7 separate regions of the Mus musculus genome follow, and all the other regions are linked to region 2. Evidence: chromatin contacts called from public HiCAR-type and promoter capture Hi-C data. All regions are on one chromosome and are shown on one strand. Each heading gives the region's core, a stretch centred on a gene start, on an enhancer-like site or on the middle of the called end of the contact. The rest is flanking DNA. Distances are from core to core; before and after follow the strand shown.

Region 1 (2,982 bases), core at 285-2,784, 740 kb before region 2:
TCTGGCCTCTACATGTGCACATACAATAATAAACAAACATGAAAGTAAAAACGCTTATCCCTACCTTCAAATGAGTAGTGGTGATAATTAGACAGACTATAAAAGTTTAAGATTTCCAGGTCAAGTTTGATAATCAACAACTGCCACACAAATATATTTCTCCAGTAAATCTGCTTTTTCACTGTGTAAAACACTGTGTATGTCTCTCTCTTCTCTCCTAAAACTTCACCATCATCATCCCCTGTAAAATTTGAAAAGGCTCTATACTCTTCTCAGCCAACATAGGATATGACCCGGGGCTCCACACTTCTTGAAGAAAACAGATATGATCAAATGGTAACTATATATTCCTATTGTAAACTTTATCCATCTATGTCCATCCAACCATTTTTTTCTTCTATTGGTGTACCAACCACTCCCCTCTTTACTTATTTTTGGTTGTCATGGTTTGAGGTGCTGGGAGTCAAATCCAGACTCACGCCCACTAGGCAATCACTGAGCCACATTCCAGTTTTACTCTGGAATCTTACATATCAGGTCTCTACCATTATGTTGGCTCACTCTCGTTGGTCTATAAAAAGCACTGTAGGTATCTTTAAAACAATTCAATTTCTCTATTAATAAGAAAAATCATAGAATCAGCTCTACAGTTTTGTCCTAACTCCTACCATCTTTTTATTTTACAGGAACTAAGTTTTCATTCACTGAAATGATTCACATAATCGCGGTTGCCCAAAATCTTCATCAGGATATCCAATGGTCAATTATGTGTCTTTGTTTTGGTGTGATTCTAAGTTTTAACCACTTCTTAATTTCCTGAAAGATGTTTTTTTTTTTCCTTAAAGGTTTTGGTAACACTCACTGACAACAGTAGAACATAAGCCCGACTAGTCCTTTACACAGTAGTGTTGAATAAACCCAACTGATGAATTGCTTCCCGTTTGTAAGACAAGAGACAAAGCAGGTGCTTACATAATATTAATAGAGGATTCCCAAAGTTCTACATTCGAGAAAAATCCCAGGCTCCAGCTGGCAAGGAACCAAATAGTTACTCCGTATGTCTTTTTGGACTCAGAAGAGCCTAACGCCTGGTCCTAGGCGTTACGAGGTCACTGATGCCAGGGGGCTCTCAATAGGGGTGGGGCGAAAAGTCGCTCAAAGAACACACCCCTGAGGACGAGCCCAGGACAGAACCTCCTTTGACAGAACTGATAACAAGCTTCCCCAACTATGGGCGGAGGGACAAAAAACGCTCCCCAGGCACGCAGCAACAGTCAAGCAACAACATCGCTTCCCTGTCACGCAGAAAGCGGGGTACTCACATTCGCCCTCTTAGCCGCTTGCATCGCCATCTTGGCGGGCTGATGTAGGTTACCGTAAGATCCCTCTGGATATTTCTAAACCTGATCGCCTTCGTGGGCGACACGGCGTCAGATACAGAGTATTTACAGCCAGGTAGCGCCGGAAGCTTTTACAGCAATGCCGGAAAGTCCGCGTCTCAAATTAGGACGCGTTTACTTCCTAGAAAAGATGCTCCAAGTCACACTACAGAGAACGCATTCTCAAGCCGGAAAGCGAACTAGCAAGCTCCAGAACGCTTCCGGATTGCGGACCGGAAGGGGCGGGGCGAATGCCAAGGGAAGGGAGGTGTTCCGCTTGAGGGGGTGTGGCTTAAGGAGCGAGGGGCGGGGTCCATGAGAGAGATCAGACCCAGAGCCTGCGATTTAGCGCGCCCAGGTCTCGGAGAGGAACCCGGCTCGCCAGCGCTTCCAACAGAGGTCCCAATCTGAACTTTGCTCGGAAGGCCGATCCCGGGGCCCTGGGCCTCAGGTCGCGCTTCACCTGACCGTCGAACTCCCTCACCCGGTTCCCGCGGCCCCTGTCCACGCAAACAGAGCACACAACCCGTCACATGCATCTTTTTATTTCCTTAGACCAGCTTTACAGGACATGGGAAGAGAGGCCACTTCCGAGTTTGCTCGGAGGTCCTCCTTCACTAGGGCAGCTCCAAGACGATTTTGCCCGCGCTCCTGTTAGCCCCCACATATTAGCCACTTGAATATAAGTTGCCGGGTAGACTCTATCAAGAACCAGCAGCAGACGTTGGGGGCTGTTTGCAGAGAAAGGCAGAATCTGCTCCGTGGAGGTTTTCACCGGCGTTTGTACTAAGGAAAAGATTATCAGCCTGAAGAAAGGCCTTAACCCTGTTATTCTCCATCCTGCCTAGCCCTAATGTTTTGAGTATCTAAAACAGCACACCCTTTCACTTCCCATCAGGAAAGAGCATGCTTTCAAATGTGCACCCTCATTCTGTACCAGGTAAGACTGAAGGCTGCAGTAAAATACTAGTGCAAGTGACAGACTTACATAGCTTAACACAAAAGGAATGCTGAAGCCTTATCGCTGCGAAACTGATGGGATATACTCCCAAAGCTGGCTCCTTCTATGATGCTACAGAGGATTTTAGGAACATAAACCTGTCGAAGGTCCAAGCTTACATAGGCTTTTTTGGTATACTGAGAAGAGGTCTACCCTGAAAACAAAGCCGTGGGCCTATGTGAAGACTTAATACTGTGGCCATGTTTTTGCTCATTCTGATAGAAACATATAAATATGAAGTATAGAAATACGTGGGAGGGTTTAGAGAATTAATTATCTGAACACAGTTACCAATTGGTACACAAGGTAGCAGACTTATTTATAGGCTCCCTAAAGCAAGCTGTTTGTACAAAGGCAGTTTTCTGGGTGACAATCCTACTTTCTTTCACTTACCACCCACCTCATTATCCCTAGATCGAGCAAACTAGTGATCCGACTACCTCATTTAAAAAGTAGTTTTAAAGGCTGGGCGTGGTGGCGCACGCCTTTAATCCCAGCACTCTGGAGGCAGAGGCAGGCAGATTTCTGAGTTCAAGGCCAGCCTGGTCTACAAAGTGAGTTCCAGGATAACCAGGGCTATACCGAGAAACTCTGTCTCAAAAA
Region 2 (2,795 bases), core at 206-2,705:
AAGGTCTCCGTGGGACCTGAGGCTTGCTGATCAGGCTCCTTGGTCGGGGGTCCGGGGACCCAGCAGTCTGTGCTTGCCTACCACTGGGATTAGCAGTTTTCTGCAGGACTCCTGGGAACAGAACTGCTATTCACACTCACACTGCACCAACTCACAATATTCCCAACTCTCCTGCCTTTGTAAAACAGAGCTGGAAAATAGTCAATAGTCAATAAATGTTAATCTTCAGCAACTGTTTTGTTAACACATACATGAAGGTCCATATGTAGAACGGGAGCACGCTAAATTGTATAACAGCAATAAACACTTCCTGAGCATCTTCTAGCACAGAGCACTGGCTTACATAGTAGTATGCAAACGCTCCCATTAGAGGTCTTCTGCGTTTGGTTTAGTGAAGACTCCACTTCGGATGCCTTCCCTGTCTGTCGACCTTGGGAATTCTTAACCAACAGTTTCCCAACGTTAAGGGAAGAAAACGAGTAACTGGCATCTAAATTCATTTAGGAAAGGCCTCCCTTCCCAGATGAGAGGAAGTTTAGTAGCTAATAAGCAGCAAATGATACAGAAATGATACACTCAGAAAGATGGTATTTTTTTAAAAAAAAAGACTCCTCCGAGAAAAATGGACGTGACAATACAAAAAATTAAAAACACAAGATCTAGGGCTGTCAGTGCATGTCCCCTGAAACACACTAGGTTGTTGTGCTCTGGTGGTGGGAACATAGACTCCAGGCTGTTCAGGGCTACATTTTTTAGAATCTAACACCTCCCTGGCATCTCTTTAAACAGCAAGGCTGGCAACCACTCTCCCCAACCCGCAGGACCTCGTCCCCTCTCAGGGGAAAAACAGATTTGGTATGTAAACTGATCATTCGACATCGGAATCTAATTACTACCTTCAAATTACAATCAAAGATCAGAGGCCACCCTGACACCTTTTAGGGACAGTGACGTCAGTAAAGAGCCAGCAGCCCAAAGGTCAAAAAGGTCAAGATAGTTTTCCTCTGGAGGCCGCAAGCCCCAGTGAGCTCAGGATGCTAAACTAAGCAGAGAGGAGGCGGAGCTTCAAGCTTTTGAGTGGCGGCTCTCCTAGCCAATGGGAATGTCGCTCTCACAGCACGCGGAGGTCCTGCCCTCGCAGCACGCGGTACTCACTTTCCCCACTTCGGCGTTGCCCATGGAGATGACTTTGATGCGGAGGGACTTGGCGGGCTCCTTCCTCTTCGGCACGTTGGTCTCCATCGCCCTCGCTCTGCCGGGGCCGCGGGTTGTGGTGTCCTTACGCACCCAGCCAGCCTGGAGTCCCTCAGGCCTCCTCGCCCAATGACGGAGCCGCTGTGCTCGTCACCACCCTGGCTCCGCGGCTCGCCATCCCCACCGCTGCCTGGCCGCGGACGGACGAGGGCGGTTGGGAAGCGGCGAGCCGCGGAGGGCGAGCGGAGTCTCGCGATGACTGCGCGCCGTGACGTCATTGCGGGGCCCGGGAGGACTGGGTCTTGGGGTCCTGTTGGGCCAGTGCGGCCCGGTTGCAGGCGATTGGGGTTTCTTTGCCTGGCATCAAGATTGGTCTGTACATGGTGGCAGAAATAGAGCGGCTGTCACGGGGAGTTTTTGACATTTAGTGTAAGGCCCAGTCATGCCAAAGGCTTTTTTTTTCCTGGAATCTTCACCGATGGGTGCCTCTGCTGCCATCCTCCTCTCCGTCAGTACAGTGACTGCAGACTACAGTTTCTGCAGAGGACTGAGCCCAGGATCACAGTGGATTCTGCGGATGTCCCAGTCACCTAAAGATGGTATCCGAGCAAACGCACGCTTTAATTCTGGCACTCAGGAGGCAGAGGCAGGCGGATCTCTATGAGTTCAAGGCCAGGTGGAGCTATATTGTGCAATCCTGTTTCAAAATAAATATATAAAAACCTTTATGTATAAATTGTACATGTGTAGAAAGCTTTATGTAACTTATGCACATCCTCAGCCTACTTGTGTCATCTCACATTATCTGCCCCACTGTCTTAGGGTTACTGTTGCTGTGAAGAAACACCATAACCAAGGCAACTTGGGGAGAAAAGGGTTTAACTTGGCTTACACATCAAAAAAAATTTGGACAGGAGAGATAGGAAAGGAAGCTGGGGGCAGGAGCTGATGCAGAGGCTGTGGAGGAGTGCTGCCTAGTGGCTTGCTCCTCATGGCTCCGTTCAGCCTGCTTTCTTACAGAAGTGAGTTTCTTGGCTTCTACCCAAAACCCAAGAAAGCCAGCATAACTACTCAATACAAAGTAAATGCTATTACAATGTAAATATCATTCTTATGTAAATAGTTGTTAGTCTATATTGTTGTCCTTTAGGGAATAATCACACACAAAAAAGTATCTGTTTAGTACATAATCACCCCTCCCCTGATTATTCTTAATGGACGGTTGCTTCAATCTGCAGACAGCCTGCAAAGGCTTCATCGAAGAAGGTAGCATCAGATGAGAATTGGGAGTCTGACCCTGGTTCTGGAAAAGGACCTTGAACAAGACTCTTTCCTGGTTGAAAACCAGAGTTGCCTTTTGGAGCAGAGGCAGTGTGTGTGTGTGTGTGTGTGTGTGTGTTAATTTTCCCTCTCTGGCATCAGTCTAATGGCCCCCATCCTCAGGAGGAAGACTGGCTGGATAGTTCTTAAGGTTTGTCCAGCTCTGTGATGGTGTGGGATTCTCACAGCTGCCAACATCCAGGCTTAACCCAGAATCTTGTTCCCTTTCCCCTTACCTGACAAGATAAGGTAGATAAGGTAGAATCATAAATTTTACGATA
Region 3 (3,181 bases), core at 55-2,554, 770 kb after region 2:
ACAAACACCTTCAAAGGCTTATGGGTGTTTAGAAGGAGGACAAGTCTTTGAAGAGCATGATCACATCTAAGATGGTCAGAAAAGAACATGATCAAAGGCTTTACTTACACATGAAATGCACATGTTGGTGATGGCGAGGTGTCTGCCAAAGTGTAGCTTATTTTTATTTAATATGCTTATATATTTGTTATATGCTAATTAGTTATGTGTGTGTGTATATAAAATTTACCTAAATAAAAATCTCCTTATTGGTGAATCAGCTCATCAGGTTCAACCATTCTACCATCACATTCTGCGGGTGCTGGAGCATACTTAGAAAGGTAAGTTAGAAATTTGCTTATTTCGACTATAGAAAGGAAGAAAAGGGAGGTGTAAATAAAACTGATAGGGAGAGAGGGAAAAGGGACAAAACTAGAGAAAAGACATGGCACAGGTGTGGTGGAGTTACCCCACCAGAGTAGCCCTCAGGAGGCTGAGACTGGAGATTCATGAATTGGAAGTCAGTACTGGTGTACAGACTTTGCAACAAAACAACCAACCTACAAACAAGTGAAAAGCAAGGAAGAGATCGGTTGGGATGGGGCAGGCTTTCAGATTTTCGATTTGGTGGTACAACTTTGGCTACAGTGACCGCCCGCCTTTTCTGAATAGAGCGCTTCAGCTCCCGGGATTCCAAGGGCTGCTTAGGCCCGAAGCAGCAAAGAAGCTTCCATTCGCAGGGAGGTTCTCCCCGCACCCGGGGTTCCTCAGGCCGATGACATCATTCCAACCCCAGGAGCGCTGCGCCTTTTTCAGTTTGGAATCCCGGCTCTATCAACTCTAGCTTCTTAAGGAGACCAGGTTGTCAGGACCAGCCCACAAGCGGGATCTCTTCTGGAGATGTCCGGGTTTAGTAAGGAGGTTCCTGAGTGGCCCAGAGCACTTCTTTCTCTCTCATCTATATGAACTATACACACACACACACACACACAGCCAGCCACGCCCGTCGCTGGGCTAACATCCTTAGCTCCTCAACAGGATACTGAGAGGGAGTAGAGGATTCCAGCAGTCAGCTGGGCGCCCCGGAAAAGGCAAGGGAGGGAGGGCAGGAGCTATACGGACGTAGTGCGCCTGCGCAGTTCCCGGGCCGCACCTCCCCCGCGGGGCGTGTTCGTCAAGCCGCTCACCCAATCAGGAGGCCGTAGGGAGCGCGCCCGCGGCCTCGCCCCCTCTGGTCCCGCCTCCGCGTGCCCTACTTGCCCGCCCGCGCGCGTGCGCAGAGGCGGGCCGCAGGGGCGAGGGCGCGAGAGAAGGGCGGGTGTACGTCCTTGCGTGCGTCTCAGGCTGCGCGCACGCCGGCGTGAGAGGGCACGGGGAAAAAGGTGGCTCTGGCCGGGGCGGCTCTGTTTCCTGGGGTTATGTAGCAGGGCTTGTCGGCTCGCGAGACCTCCCGCTGCCCTCGCCCGTGTCCTAGCGCGGGGTTTCTGCTCCGGGCGGAGGCCGTGTTCAAGCCCGCCGCGCTCCCTCGACGTAGAGCTCGCTCGTCCGCCCGTGGGAGCGTCCCGGCCGAGCTGCGCTGAGGGGGGAGGGGAGGCCATTTTGTCCCGACCGACTCCCCGGAACCGGGCGGAGCGGCTGGGAGAGGCTGCGGAGCCGCGGGCGCCGCCCCTCGGAGGCACGGGCGCCGCCACCGTCGGGGCTTCCTCGACGAGGCCGTTCGGAAGGTCTCCTGCTCCGTCTCGAGAGCTGCTTTCTCCTTCCGCACACGCTACCCGGCTGCTGCGGCCCCAGAACGCCCGGGTGAGGAGTTGGTTGTAGTGAGCAGTTCCGATCCCTTGGGGCTACCGGCGGCGAGCGCCCGAGCCGCTCCTCCCAATGGCGAAGAAGACGTACGACCTGCTTTTCAAGCTGCTCCTGATCGGGGACTCGGGAGTGGGCAAGACCTGCGTCCTTTTTCGTTTTTCGGACGATGCCTTCAATACCACCTTTATTTCCACCATAGGTAAGACCTGTGGGAGGATGGTGTGGGGGCTCTGTAGCCGCGAGCCGTTTTCTTTTATTCCAGACATCTTGCTTCCCGGAATTTACGCCTTTGTTCCAGTGATTCCGATTCCAGACGACAGACCTAAGTTACTGTTGGAATCGGAATAGCCTTACTGGGGCGGGGTCTTCCCATGCTTACCATCCGGTCTCAAGTCTCCTTCTCTGTTCGGTGCCTTCTGGCACAAAATATGCAGCATTTAGCAGCGTTCCAGAATCCGGTTTCTTTAAGTGACTTGCCTGGCCTTACCATAATTGCATGAAGTTACTTGATGTGCTATTTGTAATAGACGTAATTTAGTGGTTGGGATTGAAGCAGTACTGGCTATGTGGCAAAGGCCCGAATTGGGGGTCAAAGAGAAAATATTCTATCTGACTGTAACTTGGAGTAAACTTGAGAGTTGCAGAATCATTAAGGAAAATGAGAGGGGCGGGGGAAAGTGAGTTGGCTGTCTTGACTGAACCATTGATGTGTCAAACAATCGGAGGCCCTTCGTGCTTGGGGTGGGAATCTGGCATGGTTGGCTCACAGTGCTTTTTCAAGACCTCAACGAAGCAGATGGACGGTTTCTGTTTTCAACCCAATGGAATCAAGTCAAGTTCTAATGTTTTACTTGATGTTAGAATTTACAGGAAAATCTTTCGTCAGTCATGGCTCTAAGGACTTCTAATGTACTACCACATATTTCGGAATTACTTGGTATGGAAATAAAAACTGACCTTTTAAATGGGTTTCCTGTTTCGGAAATGAAAAGGGAAGGTTTCAAGAAAGTCGTTTTGACGCTGGCACCAACATCAATTTTGTCAAAGTAACTGTACATGACCACCCCCCTCCCTGGTTTTTTAAAGTATCCGGTGTCTTTCATTTTTGAACCTCAGCTCCGGCATTAGAGCAGTGCAGGAAAACTTGTGATAAATGTAACTAGCTTCACGATGAGAAGCGACTCTAGTGGTTTTCCTTAAGAATTGTGAAAATCTTGTTTTAACCAATTTATAGTATAGGATTTCCTTAAGACATATTTGTAAGTAGCTTAAGCATATTTTCGCAAAATATGCTTAAGTTATACTGCAATTAAGATGAGCAAATTTTTATTTAAAATAGGTTGTTTTACCTTACTGGTGGGCAGGATTGTCAAAATATCACGAAGCTTGAACTTGTCCT
Region 4 (2,950 bases), core at 68-2,567, 830 kb before region 2:
CAACTCTTGCTTCTGCAATTGTACGGACCACAACAACGCTAGTTTGACTTTTGAAAAACATTTCCTTAACAGAAATGTAGAAACCATGTCACGATGGCCATTCGACACGTTTCTTTCTACATACTCCCTTTGTAACTTGAAAGTCCTCTGCTCTCTACAAGAACCTTGGTTAGCTGGCTGGCTCGCCCTACAGCTTACAGCACCGTGTCTGATCTGCCTTGCCTACAGAGGCGTTAAGCGTTGGTTTTGTTTTTAAAGTTGGTGTCAGTGCAGCTACAAACTTTTTTCAGCATCCCTGCCTGCCTGCCTGCCAACTGGAGCTCTGTTCACTTCCTTACCAACTTGAACCACCCCCAAACTAAGTAAACTCAGACAGCGGCAAGAGCTGACACACTTTCAAGAGGGGTTTGACACCGCAGAAAACTTTCACTTCTCTCTTCTCCCCTTCCAAGCCAGGCACTGCAGCCTTAAATTCTTGCTTCCTCTAGAATTCCCTTCTAAAGCCGGGCAAGGACACGGATGGCAGAGCATTCTAATGTCCCCGAAAGGAACCCCAAGAGCCATCTCCCGTGGACTCGAGTGCTGTTCTTTACACAAAAGAACCGGGCCGGCTCAGCTAAGGTGCTGGAGTCGCGGCCCTTCGGCGGCTGCCACCCTCCACCGCACCCGCAAGACGGTCTCCGGCCAGACAAAGCCCGGGCGGCCGGGCCAGCACTTTCAAGCCTCGGCCGTGGGCCGCCGCTCTTACCCGGGCCTCGTCCAGGGCGCCGCCGCTTCCCCCGGCCTTGGCCGCCGGGCAGCTGGCCGCGCGCGTCTTAGAGGAGCGGGTCCGAGAGGAGATGAAATGGCTGCTGCCGCCGGTCGCCCCCGGCTCCGCTCCGGCTCCGGCCCCGGGCCCAGGCCCGGGCCCAGGAGACTTGGACCCGAGAAGGCGCAGAGAGCTCTTCCGGGTGTTCACCATGGTCCAGCCAGGGGGACCGGGTCCACGCCGCGCCCGCCGCTCCCGGGAGAGGCGAGGAAGGCCGGCCCGCCGGCGGGCAGGGGCCAGCGGAGCCTCGCCGGGCCGGCTCGCGTTGCCTCTCCGGGACGCAGGCCCGACAGGCTAGAGCGGAGCAGAAGCCGGCGGCGGCGCGAGGAGGCAGGGAGCGGGAGGCGGAAGCGAGGCTGCAGGCCGGCCGCGCAGACCCTGCGCCCGCTCAGCGGTCCTCAGCGGGAGCCGAGCGGAGCCGCCATGTCTGCCCCTTTCTCTCTCGTTCTCTCTCTATCGAGCTCCGTGCGTCAGGTCTCTGGCGCCGCAGGGCCGACAAGGCCGCTTCTGGACGCGGCCGCTGCGGGGCGCTGCAAGGACGCGCAGCCCTTCCTTCTGCACAGGCCCCGCCTCGACGTGACGTCAGCATCGGCGGGAGGCCTGCGGGGAGGCGCTCTGGGCTGTGAACCCCACAGTGGCCAGCTTTTGCTGCCCTGTCTAGACTGGGGGATGGGCAGAGCCGGCCAGGGCGCAGGATGGGTTTCCGCGTGGAACGTAGTCCGGACCCTTCAACGCCTGGCCAAGACCGAGGACCCCAGATTCCAGACCCCTGCGGTGGCCTGGAGGACGCCAGGAACGGCCGACCAAGCGCGGAGTAGAAGGAATGGAGAGGACGGTGCGGTGCGGAGGGGTTCCAGTTGCCTAGGTACTTTGGGCAAGACCCCTAATGAACTTGGGCTGCACATTGCATGACTGTCCAAATGATAATGGCAATGAATGAAAGAAGTCCCTGCGGTAATCCACGCAAGTTAAACTAAGAAAAAACAACTCTAGGAACTCTGCATCCTTTTTTAAACTCACTATGGAGACCAGGCTAGCCTTGAACTCTGCATTCATCCCAAGCGCCAGGATTAAAGATTTGAACCACTGAACTCAAGTGTTGTTCCCTTTGACTTTAGCCAAGTCTACCGGAGGGATTTTGCAGCATCTTTTATCTCCATCCTACCGGTGTGCAGAATTAAGACAAAACACTTCCAAAGGAAAAAAAGTCAAAGTACTATGTAATTATTAAATTAATGTAATATGGAAAGGTCTGGAATTATAGAGGGAAGAATAAATGTTCATTTCAAAGCATCACAGTTTATCTAAGATAGAGAGCCTAGTCTTTATTTGGGCAGAAATTCCCCTGATTATTACACTAAAAAAGTGAAGAGTGAATAAAGACTAAATAGCTTCATAGTTATAACATTTAGCCATGTAAGACCCCAAACAAAAAATTAATAAGCTTTGTTCAGTCCTCACTATATAGAATGTACAGAGTAGTTGTGTGTATTTATATATATATATATATAAATAAGTAAATAAGTTCAAAGCCAACTTGGTCTACATAGTGAGTTTCAGGACAGGCAGAGCTACATAATGAGACCCTCTGATTCTCAAGAAAGCTCACCAACAAATGGACAAGAGATCAGTAAAGTACAACTGGTGGTAAGAAGCACGAGCCCCTACTTCAAGCAAGGACCTAAGGAACTCCTTTAGAGATACATTCTGAACTACAAAATGAGGGGAAATACATCAAAGAAAGAAAGAAAGAAAGAAAGAAAGAAAGAAAGAAAGAAAGAAAGAAAGAAAGGAAGGAAGAAAGGAAGGAAGAAAGAAAGAAAAGAAAAGAAGGAAGAAAGAAAGAAAGAAAGAAAGAAAGAAGGAAGGAGGGAAGAAAGAAAGAAAGAAAGAAAGAAAGAAAGAAAAGAAGGAAGAAAGAAGGAAGGAAGAAAGAAAGAAAGAAGGAAGAAAGAAAGAAAGAAAGAAAGAGGAAGCAGGCATGGAGAGCATAGGGCACAGCTGTCTGTACTAGAGAAAAAAAATAAGTCAATAAAATACTTTTTAAACTTTATTTAAAACTATATACAAATAAGACTTGGGGATATAGTGTAATGGCAAAACACATGACTATACCGTATAACCCTCTCCCACGCCTGTCAA
Region 5 (3,109 bases), core at 477-2,976, 760 kb before region 2:
GCGGCGGGTCCTTCCGATGGCCATTAAGCGCGGGCTTTGCCGCAAGTGTTTCTGGGAGTTGTAGTTCCCGCGAAATCACCGCCCGAAAATCTTCACAATACACCTCAAGTGCTTCAACCTCTTTTCCCACGCAGGTCTCAACTGTTCTCTTAGAAGTGGTTGGCAAGAGCCGGGCGTGGTGGCACACGCCTTTAATCCCAGCACTTGGGAGGCAGAGGCAGGCAGATTTCTGAGTTCTAGGCCAGCCTGGTCTACAGAGTGAGTTCCAGGACAGCCAGGGCTATACAGAGAAAAAAAAAATTGGTTGGCAAGAGGGAATCGGAATTCTACAGTCAACATGTGTAAAAAGTTAGTGTTTAGTTTAGAGGGGAGTCAAGAACTCCACATTTAAAAATCCCATAAAATATCACTCCCAAAATGTAAATACATCCGTTTACCTGAAGCCAGCCTCGTAGGCCTGCCCAAGTAGCAGATCTGTTCTACCCCGATCTCAAAGTACCTGCCCAAGGCCATAACCAGTAGGGGGGTGAGGGTCAGGGTTGGAGGGTGGGGTGTCTTAAGCTTTTTTGTTTGTTTGTTTGCCTTAAGCCCTGACGACTCTAGGGCACACACACGGGTTTTTTTCTGATCCTAACGTGCACAGTACCGTAAACCAGCTTTTCTGAGCACCAACTTTAGTCCTTGTATCCTGGCAAGCTAGTATCTGCGAGCTAGCCACTTGGAAGAGTGGAGATGGAGAAACTGAGGAAAATGCGTCAAGTTCCAGTTCTGGGCCTTTGAATAAATAGGTCCTTCTCCCATACTCACCTCCCATTGGCTCTTGTCAGAAACAAATTCAGATCTGTGCAACGGGTGTAGAAAAGATGGGGGTGGGGGGCATTTCTTAAAGTCTCCTTCAGCCTTCAAGCAAATGTTTTCTCCTCCCAATGTATCTTCCTAGGGGCCATGGACGTAACCTCTGTTAGCTTAGCGTGAGTGAACAGGCCCTGGCTTCCCTGGATTCAAGTCCCAGGACCAAGGAAGCGGAATTCGGATTGGGGAAGGACAAAAGTATCTTTTTAGATCCTGGTTTGGTTTGGGTAGAGGTAAAAGAATTCATTCATTCCTTCTATAGCATTCACCATTCAGGCTGTCGCTGTATCTTCAGCACAGAGCTGATCCTCCTTTAATTCAGTTGGAATCCCCAGGGAGCAGTCCTTTACCTTGAAAGGTGAGACCTCCAATACATATACCTGCTGTAAAACTTTGAGGAATGATGAATGTGGTCTTAAGGTGGTTGAGGAAAATTCGTCAATAATTGGTTTCTTCCCTTCGCCGGCTCTGCTCCAATAGATTCGGGAAGCCTAACCCGGGTAGGTATCAGTCTCGGGTGCTTCCGTTTTACTCTGAACCCCACGGCACTGAGCACACGTATTTAAAGAGTTAGTTTAATTACCGACTTTCTCCTAGTCTGTAGGATTGAGTGGACTCCCTGGGGCTTTGCACCCTGTAGGTGCTAAATAAATATACACTGAGTGGATAGATGTGTGGATGTGCTAGTGCCGGCACGCCTCGCTCACCCTGCCTCCCCTTTCAGCCAGTGGGTTAATGGTGGTTAGTCTGGCCAGGATCCGGAGCAGCCACGTCAGGGTCGCTTCCCTCGGGCTCCGCCCCGGCCGACCCCACCTTGTCGCACAGCTCCACCCCGCCGCCCCCTTCCCGGCGGCCCCTCCCCGCGCAGGTCCTGACTCCAGCCGCACCTCCTCCGGCTCTGCAGTGGCGGCAAGAAGGCGAGCGGGAGTGCCTGCGGGGTCCGCGCCAGAGCGGAGCCGGGGTCGGGGCAGCCGCGAGGACCCCCTTGGAGGCGGGGCCTGTGGGACCGTGATGGGCGTGGAGATCGAGACCATCTCCCCAGGAGACGGTACCGGGCGGCTGGGCCCGGGAGGAGGAGGGGTCCCGGGGCGGAGTCCGCGGGCTGGGATCTGATTCCGAGGTGGCTCCGGGGACCTGAAGCGGGGAGAGGGTCAAAGATGCGGGCGACAGGAGGAGACCTCCTTCCCCGATTCTTGTGGGTTTCAGAGGACAACGCACCATCCCATTCTGCGCCCGCTCACCTTGGGGAGTGAAGGCGGCCACCTTAGGGCAAGGGGGTTATGTCCAGCCACTGTCCTAGGCTGCGGCTGCTATCTCCTGAGCTGCAACCTCTCGATTAACCGCTGCTACTGACTTCCCAGGTTTGAATTTCTGTTCCGTTTTTCCTGTTCGGTTCCAGGGATGATCTCGCTTTGGGGGTTCCTGCTGTACAGAGAAACCCCTCCTATTGCACCACACCTCCCCGCCCCTCTTGTCTGGAGGCCCCCAGGGCTGGGCAGTGGTTAGTTGTGGAGAGAGCCAATTTGGGAGCCTGCCACTCCTTTGGCTGCTTCTGCTTCCTATTTCACCCTCCCGGTCCTACTCACCCTTCCTGGTCATCTGCCCTCTACCATGCCCTCCTCAGTCAAAACCCAGCCTTCGGACCTGCTGCTTGATCCTCCTGGGGGGTCCATGGTGCCGGGTCAGCCAGGTCAAAACAACTCGCGTTCCATAATTTGGTTCATCGCCCCACCCCACCCCCTCCTCCCAGTCTATCTATCTCTGGGTTCCCTGTCTCACCAAGTTTCCTCAACTATTTAGAAAACTGGGTGTATTCAACATATTCAAGGAGTAGCTATTTCTTAAGCAAAATTTAATCCAGACCAAAAGCCACCCCCAAGGTCCAGAGTGTTTAACAAGCAAACTTGCTGTTGGATATTATTGGCATGCTCCTTCGCAGGGAGTTAAAGGGCTTCTTGGTTACAAACCGAGGGCTTCCTGGAAGTACCCGATACTGCCCAGATCACTCCTTGCAGATACACGTTTCTTCCCAGGCCTTGTCACCCACACAGCCTCTGAGCTGTCTCCCCATCTTCGTTCTCCCCGCCTTCCATTTGACTTCCGTTCTCAGTCCCCTCATTTTTCTCACAGGTCCCCTAAAATGCAGAGCTTTAAGGGCCCCTCCCTCAGGAAGAAAATCATTAAAAGACTCTTCCCCCTACTTCTGCAAGCAGCTGCCCTCTTGGTGATTGCTAGGGCGGGAGGGATCCACACTGGC
Region 6 (3,039 bases), core at 71-2,570, 790 kb before region 2:
TTAGTAGCAGCAACAAAAACCACATACGTACATGCAGTGCTCACATATGTATGTATGAGCTCATAGGGAGGTGCAGGAAGGGCTGCCTCATGGTCAGCTCTGACTCTAGCTATTTCAGATATAACAGTTAATATTGAACTTTGATGGCCATGTAATGCTTTGTGGAATTTCTTTTTCTTTTCTCTCTTTCCTTTTTATTTTTTAATCTCTTAAGATCAGCAAACCTCATATAGAACATTCAAAATATACAGAACAAAACACAAAACAGGGTATGTGGTTAGCATGGCCTTGAGCCAAGTCACTTCTCTGTGTTGGTGATTGACAGGTATGAAACAAAATGGCTAAAGCTATTTTGGGGGTGGGGTGGGGTGAGCAGACCATACCAAGCACACCGAGGAGAGGAATCCAAAGATCCAGTGGCCTCCGAAGTCCATCTCCAAGAGAATGTAACGCCGCAGCACATCAAAGTTGACACATTGGAAATCTTTCTCTTAAGTTGGCTGGCCCTAGCCGGGCGTGGTGACGCACGCCTTTAATCCTAGCACTTAGGAGGCAGGGGCAGGGGGATTTCTGAGTTCGAGGCCAGCCTGGTCTACAAAGTGAGTTCCAGGACAGCCAAGGCTACACAGAGAAACCCTGTCTTGGAAAAAAAAAAAAAAAAAGTTGGCTGCCCAGCCCCTTTACTCCTAGGAGGAATTTTTTGGGTTTTGGGTTTTTTTCCCCCCTTGGGGGTAGGGGTCGACTAATTTCTGGGACCCATTGTTTCAGTAGTCTGATAATACAAGGAAGGATAGTCACACTATTTTCTTGTTAGGTGTTTATACAGTGTGGTCTTTTGCCTTTTGAAAGTATGTCCTGGGTGAGCTATCACACCCACCACACTTCATTCACCCTCCAGGACTTGGTGGCACAGCTGTAGTTGCAAGTCCCCTATAGGAAAAGCCTGGGAAATGTGTAGTTCGGGCTGAGTCCACTCAGCCACAGTTTTAATCTGGACAAGTGAAGTGCTTTATTTAAATAGGTTTATTTGCTGGCTTTCACCCAAGGCGGGGTTAGCTGAGGGTTTCTGTCTACAACATGTCTGCCAAGAAACAAACAAGATCGTCCCTGAGGACTTGACCGCTTTTTCCCAGGTGTATGGAGATTGGAGTTCCTCCTTGGAGAGGAGGACCCGAAGCTTCGAGGTCCTGGGTATCCCCACACTGCTGCCTCAGGTGGCACGCGGCTACTAGAGCTCCCGGAGGGCGGGCTGCCTGCACAATGGGACCACGCCCACTTGGCCAGATCCACCCTCCCGATAGTGACTGCGCTGCGGCAGCAGTCGGAGCTTAACAGCCACGGGATGTCGGTGCCCCATGGACCCACCCCCGCTCCTGTCGCAGAGCCTCACACCCAGGAGCCAGGCTCGGTGAGCGTCAGGGTGGGAAGAGGGAAGCCGGGCTACTCAGCGCTCCCAAGAGCAGGGAAGAACCTACCACAGCACTTTGTCCAGTTGTTGGGTAGTGTGTGGTTTGGCGCCACTGGGACACCCCAGAGAAAATAGGAAGGCATCCCAAGTCCTAGTGTGAAGTAACACAGCTTTATTCAAGTAGGCAGGCTGGAAGGACCAGATCTCCAGTGTCCTGACTGCAGATCCTCCTGGAGGCTTCTTAGCCCAGCGAAGGGAGCTGCCTCCTTTCCCCAAACTCCTGGTAGCTCCGGTTGACTTAGCCTCCCTCCGAAATTGTGGTGCTCGCCAGGTACCAAGTTCTCCTTAGAGGATTCTCCGGATGCCCAGGCAGGGGCTTGAGAGATTTGGGTAGAGGGGAGATGGGAACCCAAGGTCCTTAGACCCTCTGCGTTCTCTTCGTGGCAAAAAGTGGCCCTCAGTTGGGAGACCCCGTGCCTAGGTGTGCCTGTAGTCTCAGTACCTGACTGGGGAGGCTAAGGCAGGAAGATTTCTTGATGTTCTGGGAAATATAATTAGAGCTATCGCCTTAACAGTTAGGAAAAGTGGATGAGTAAGAGACATGGCCCGGTGGCTGCAGATCTCAGATGGTAAGATGGTACTGGGGGTGGGGTGGGACCTCACCTCTCCCAGAATTTAGAGAACTGAGGTGATATGTGATATTAATGGAAAAAGGAAAAGAAACCTAAGACTGCCATGAAGCAGCAGTGTTTGACTACGTTAATAATGCTATGAGGTGCATGTCTTCATTTTGCTTATCAAGCAACAAGTTCCGCAGGTCACACAGCCAGTTTGTTCGCTCCATGTAGTGTAGTGTAGATTCCATGGACTCTATGGGGCTGATGGGGTAAGGAGACCCAGCATCACTCAGTGTGTGAGTCTGTCTCATGTCAGTTTCAGCTGGAGTTTGTTGTAACGGCCTTTCTATTATCTCAAACCTCCACAGGCCCATTTAGGGTAAACAAGAGACTCATTAAAGGATGGGAATCCGCTCACACTGGATTCTGCCTGTAAAGTTTTTCTGGCAGTTGCAATGATGTCCACACAGATGTCAGAAGAAGAATACATCCAGCCTTGAGTGTGGTTTTTCTCCTAGGGTAGGAAATGTGTGAAGTTTGTGATATGCCTTATCTAGGAAGACCTTTCCCTTCCTCACAGCCTGCCTGTGGTGGTGTCTACAAGATACTGAAATGGACGAAGTCCACACTCCCTCCCACCCCACTCTGCCCCCAAAGGATGAAAAAAATAAAATGATTCCTAGCCTTAGTTGAAGATTACTTTACAGCATCCTCATAGCCATTCACTGCTTAGAAACATTGAGCACCTACTGTCCGCTTGGGAACTAGAGGCTCCACAGTGAGTGAAAGGGCTTACTTACATAGCGCTGGGGAGGGGTGGGAAGTAATCGAGAGTATACCAGCCAGCTGGGCAACCTGGGGTGTCAGGAATGCCTCTAAACTCATACCCGAATGGTGAGCAGTCAGCTCTTAAAAGACACAGACATACTTTCCAGAGAAAAAAAAGCAATGGTCTCAAGGGGTTTGAACAATAAGAAACTCCCACCAACAACAAAAAAAAAAAAAGCTATTGAA
Region 7 (2,938 bases), core at 128-2,627, 850 kb after region 2:
AATGGCGTTGGGAAGTGGGCGGGGATAAGATGAAAAGGGTCGAGGCCTGCAATGGGTGTGGAAGGGGCAGGGCCACACACCACCACAGGGTCAAGGTCTCTGGGTCTTCCTGGGGGAGGGACGGGTGGAGCTGGAAGTGACATCATACCAGACTTCCTGGCAGCCCCTCACAGAAGCCCCACCCACAAGTCAGAAATCCTGAAAATGACATCACTTCCAGTGGGCCTGGCCCCACCCACCATCCTGATGTCTTGCCCATAAAGCTCCCAAAAAGCAGGAAGTGACATCACTTGTGGTTGGTGTGGTGACCTCATTTCCCCGCTCCATCATCCCCAGAACCCACCCTCTTCTCCCAAACTCAGAACTGCAATCATGATGCCACTTACAGTGGGTATGGCCACCAACAGACCACGCCCATCTTCCTAAAAAGATGAAAGTAGCTACCCTGAGGCCCCTTCCCACTGACCTTTGTGCCCCCCCCCCCTCGCGGCAAAGTACTGGAGGCAGGGCCAGGTGGCCTTGCTCAGCATCTCGGGGAAGGCAGGATGGACGACCATGAAGGCCAGGCCCTGGGGTGGGGGGAAGGGGTGAATGGGTGGGGTCAGACACGCGTCAAGGCCCTGCCCACAATGACTCAATCACTCTTGGGCACACCCCCAGCCAGGACGTCAAGAGAATATATACAATATATACAAATGCGGGGGGGGGGGTGTCACAGGGTGATGACATCATCTGGACACGTGTCAATGGCAAGGAGGGAAACTGTGACATCATCTGAACTCAGGAAAAGCCATAACGTCATGCAGTTTTATGCAAATGCATGCAAATTTACATGACAAATACACGCAGAGTAAAGCCATAACATCGTTTATGTTTATGGAAATTTACTCAGGGGAGCTGTCATTATGCAAATTTATGCAAATTTTCATCATGCGAAACTGATGTCACATGAGCGTATGCAAATTCCCAACGTACACGATATGCTAATTTATACAGGTCAGGGGAGGTTATATAAACCTGGGTAGAACAAAACCAAGCAGCCATTCAAATTCACTCAAATTCATGCAAACGAGCAGCAATGAAACTTAGACCCCATGCAAATCTATGTCTCTTGCAGGAGCTTAGTTAAGACCCCGCCCCAGGCCCCTGTCACTCACGCTCAGCCACTCCCAGCCCTCGCTCAGGCTCCGTCCCTGGCCTGTCTGTCAGTGCCTCTTGGGAAAAAACAGGTCACTCACCTGAAGCTACGTCCACATGCCACTCCGCTAGTCGCTGTCAATCCCGTGGGGACCAAGTGTCACTCACGTGAAACCCCGCCGACATGTCTCGCACAGCGAACCCCAGGATCTCCTTCCGCCGCGAGGAGGCGCTCGCCAGGACGACGCGGTGCCAGCGCAGGCACGTGCGGGGTGATGTCACAGCGACATCTGGGCGGGGAGTGATGACGTCGAACGGGTCGCCTGTGGTTCTGCGGTTCGCCGAAAGGTCAGGAGCTGAACCGGTGACGTCGCTGGAGTCGCCGGGGATTGGGGCGGGGGGGGGGTAACGGTGGTTGCGGCGGGGAAACCGGAAATCGGTCGCGCTGCTCCGAAAGGGAAAACCGGGTTCGGCGAAGAGAGGAACTGCACATCCGCTGTTTGCTTGTCCGCTTCTGATCAGCGGAACCCGGAACTGGAAGTCTTCAATGTCACGCTGCCGCTCCGAGTTCTCGTGAGATTTACAATGCGGTAGAAGGACTCACTTCCTGTTGGAACGGAGGAACTTCCTGTCTGGAAGTTAGGGTTCAAGCATGCTGGGAGTTGCAGTTATTTCCTGCTTTAGGCATGACTTCCTGTTTGCCATAGGAAGTGACGCCACAGTAGCCCCGAGTTTCACTGGGAGGCACGCTGGGAGGTGTAGTTCCTACCTGTACATCTCCGGGTCTAACCTCCCAGGAACGTACCGTATTAATACGCTGCCCTGTCACCGGGTCGAAGCGCCCGCATGCCCGGCCTCCCCTCACCGTGGCCGCTTCACCGCAGGCAAATCCATATCCTTTGACACCAACCGGAGCGGATGCAGTAACCATCTCACCTGTGATGCAGTGACCATCCCAAGGGAGATGTAATGACTCTTACCTGAGATGCAGTAACCATCTCACCTGAGATGCAGTGACGATCCCAACTGTGATGCAGTGACCATCCCACATGAGATGTAGTGAGCATGCCACTTGAGATGTATTGACAGTGATTATCCTACCTGAGATACAGTGACCATCCACCTGAGATGCAGTGACCATCTCACCTTTGATGCAGTGAACATTCTACCTGAGTGATTCTTACATGAGATGCAGTGTCCATGCCACCTGAGATGTTGTAACCATTCCACCTAGGATGCAGTGACTATGCCATCTGAAATGTAGTGACCATCCCAGGTGAGATGGGATGATAATCCCACCTGTGATGCAGTTGACTATCCCACCTGAGATGTAGTGACCATCCCACCTGAGATGAAGTGACCACTTGAGATGTGATCGTCTCTCCTGAGATGAAGTCACCATCTTACCTGAGATACAGTGAAAATCCCACATGGGATGCAATGACTATCCAACCTGAGATGTAGAGAGTCGTCTTAACAGAAATGCAGTGACCATCCACCTAAGATTCAGTGACTATCCCACGTGTGAAGTTGTGACCATCCCAAGTGAGATGGGATGACAATCCCACTAGTGATGCAGTGACTGTCCCACCTGAGATGCAGTGACCATGCCACCTGAGATGTTGTGACTATCTCACGTGAGATACTATGACAATCCCACCTGTGATGCAGTGACCACCCCACCTGAGATGTAGTATCCATCCCTCCTGAGATGCAGTGACCATCTTACCTGAGATGCAGTGAACATCCCACATGGGATGCAGTGACCACCCCATCTGAGAGATGTAGTGAGTCTTACCAG

The links. Promoter capture Hi-C pulls out the DNA fragments that hold promoters and counts their contacts. HiCAR-type assays count read pairs that join an accessible place to other places.
Region 1: a contact with region 2 is called in a promoter capture Hi-C map of pre-B cells, with 4 times the contacts expected there. The contact joins the promoter of Sf3b6 here to the promoter of Dnajc27 in region 2. A contact is called at or near these places in 9 of 39 promoter capture datasets (the 3T3-L1 cell line, the C10 cell line, embryonic stem cells and 5 more), 3 of 484 Hi-C or Micro-C datasets (the C10 cell line, natural killer cells and pre-B cells), 1 of 115 datasets of contacts at active chromatin or transcription factors (stem cell-derived neural progenitor cells) and 1 of 9 other capture datasets (adipose tissue).
Region 3: a contact with region 2 is called in a promoter capture Hi-C map of pre-B cells, with 3 times the contacts expected there. The contact joins the promoter of Rab10 here to the promoter of Dnajc27 in region 2. A contact is called at or near these places in 4 of 39 promoter capture datasets (the C10 cell line, cranial neural crest, erythroid cells and 1 more) and 1 of 484 Hi-C or Micro-C datasets (pro-B cells).
Region 4: a HiCAR-type map of astrocytes shows a contact between it and region 2, with 2.1 times the contacts expected there. The contact joins the promoter of Atad2b here to the promoter of Dnajc27 in region 2. A contact is called at or near these places in 7 of 39 promoter capture datasets (the 3T3-L1 cell line, the C10 cell line, cranial neural crest and 4 more), 1 of 484 Hi-C or Micro-C datasets (pre-B cells) and 3 of 115 datasets of contacts at active chromatin or transcription factors (the 230-238 cell line, astrocytes and memory CD8 T cells).
Region 5: a contact with region 2 is called in a promoter capture Hi-C map of pre-B cells, with 4 times the contacts expected there. The contact joins the promoter of Fkbp1b here to the promoter of Dnajc27 in region 2. A contact is called at or near these places in 9 of 39 promoter capture datasets (the 3T3-L1 cell line, the C10 cell line, cranial neural crest and 5 more), 3 of 115 datasets of contacts at active chromatin or transcription factors (astrocytes, bone marrow-derived dendritic cells and microglia) and 2 of 9 other capture datasets (adipose tissue and embryonic stem cells).
Region 6: a contact with region 2 is called in a promoter capture Hi-C map of stem cell-derived epiblast-like cells, with 2.2 times the contacts expected there. The contact joins the promoter of Mfsd2b here to the promoter of Dnajc27 in region 2. A contact is called at or near these places in 5 of 39 promoter capture datasets (the 3T3-L1 cell line, cranial neural crest, hippocampal neurons and 2 more).
Region 7: a promoter capture Hi-C map of pre-B cells shows a contact between it and region 2, with 4 times the contacts expected there. The contact joins the promoter of Rab10os here to the promoter of Dnajc27 in region 2. A contact is called at or near these places in 1 of 39 promoter capture datasets (pre-B cells) and 2 of 484 Hi-C or Micro-C datasets (CD4 T cells and LSK cells).

What each region holds. Positions count from the first base shown.
Region 1 is chr12:4,816,160-4,819,141 of GRCm38.p6, reverse strand. Sf3b6 (splicing factor 3B, subunit 6) reads right to left here and starts at 1,534. Exons shown (of 4, transcript NM_025323.2): 1 at 1,323-1,534. The coding sequence starts at 1,352. It also overlaps the pseudogene Gm20348.
Region 2 is chr12:4,081,234-4,084,028 of GRCm38.p6, reverse strand. It overlaps Dnajc27 (DnaJ heat shock protein family (Hsp40) member C27), which reads right to left and starts at 1,455. Exons shown (of 7, transcript NM_153082.4): 1 at 1,156-1,455. The coding sequence starts at 1,242.
Region 3 is chr12:3,308,092-3,311,272 of GRCm38.p6, reverse strand. It overlaps Rab10 (RAB10, member RAS oncogene family), which reads left to right and starts at 1,304. Exons shown (of 6, transcript NM_016676.5): 1 at 1,304-1,981. The coding sequence starts at 1,855.
Region 4 is chr12:4,915,720-4,918,669 of GRCm38.p6, reverse strand. It overlaps Atad2b (ATPase family, AAA domain containing 2B), which reads right to left and starts at 1,317. Exons shown (of 28, transcript NM_001362349.1): 1 at 749-1,317. The coding sequence starts at 961.
Region 5 is chr12:4,840,190-4,843,298 of GRCm38.p6, reverse strand. It overlaps Fkbp1b (FK506 binding protein 1b), which reads left to right and starts at 1,726. Exons shown (of 4, transcript NM_016863.4): 1 at 1,726-1,900. The coding sequence starts at 1,864. It also overlaps a transcript of Wdcp not described here.
Region 6 is chr12:4,872,640-4,875,678 of GRCm38.p6, reverse strand. Mfsd2b (major facilitator superfamily domain containing 2B) reads left to right here and starts at 1,320. Exons shown (of 14, transcript NM_001033488.2): 1 at 1,320-1,408. The coding sequence starts at 1,343.
Region 7 is chr12:3,234,230-3,237,167 of GRCm38.p6, reverse strand. Rab10os (RAB10, member RAS oncogene family, opposite strand) reads right to left here and starts at 1,377. Exons shown (of 7, transcript NR_015551.1): 1 at 1,239-1,377.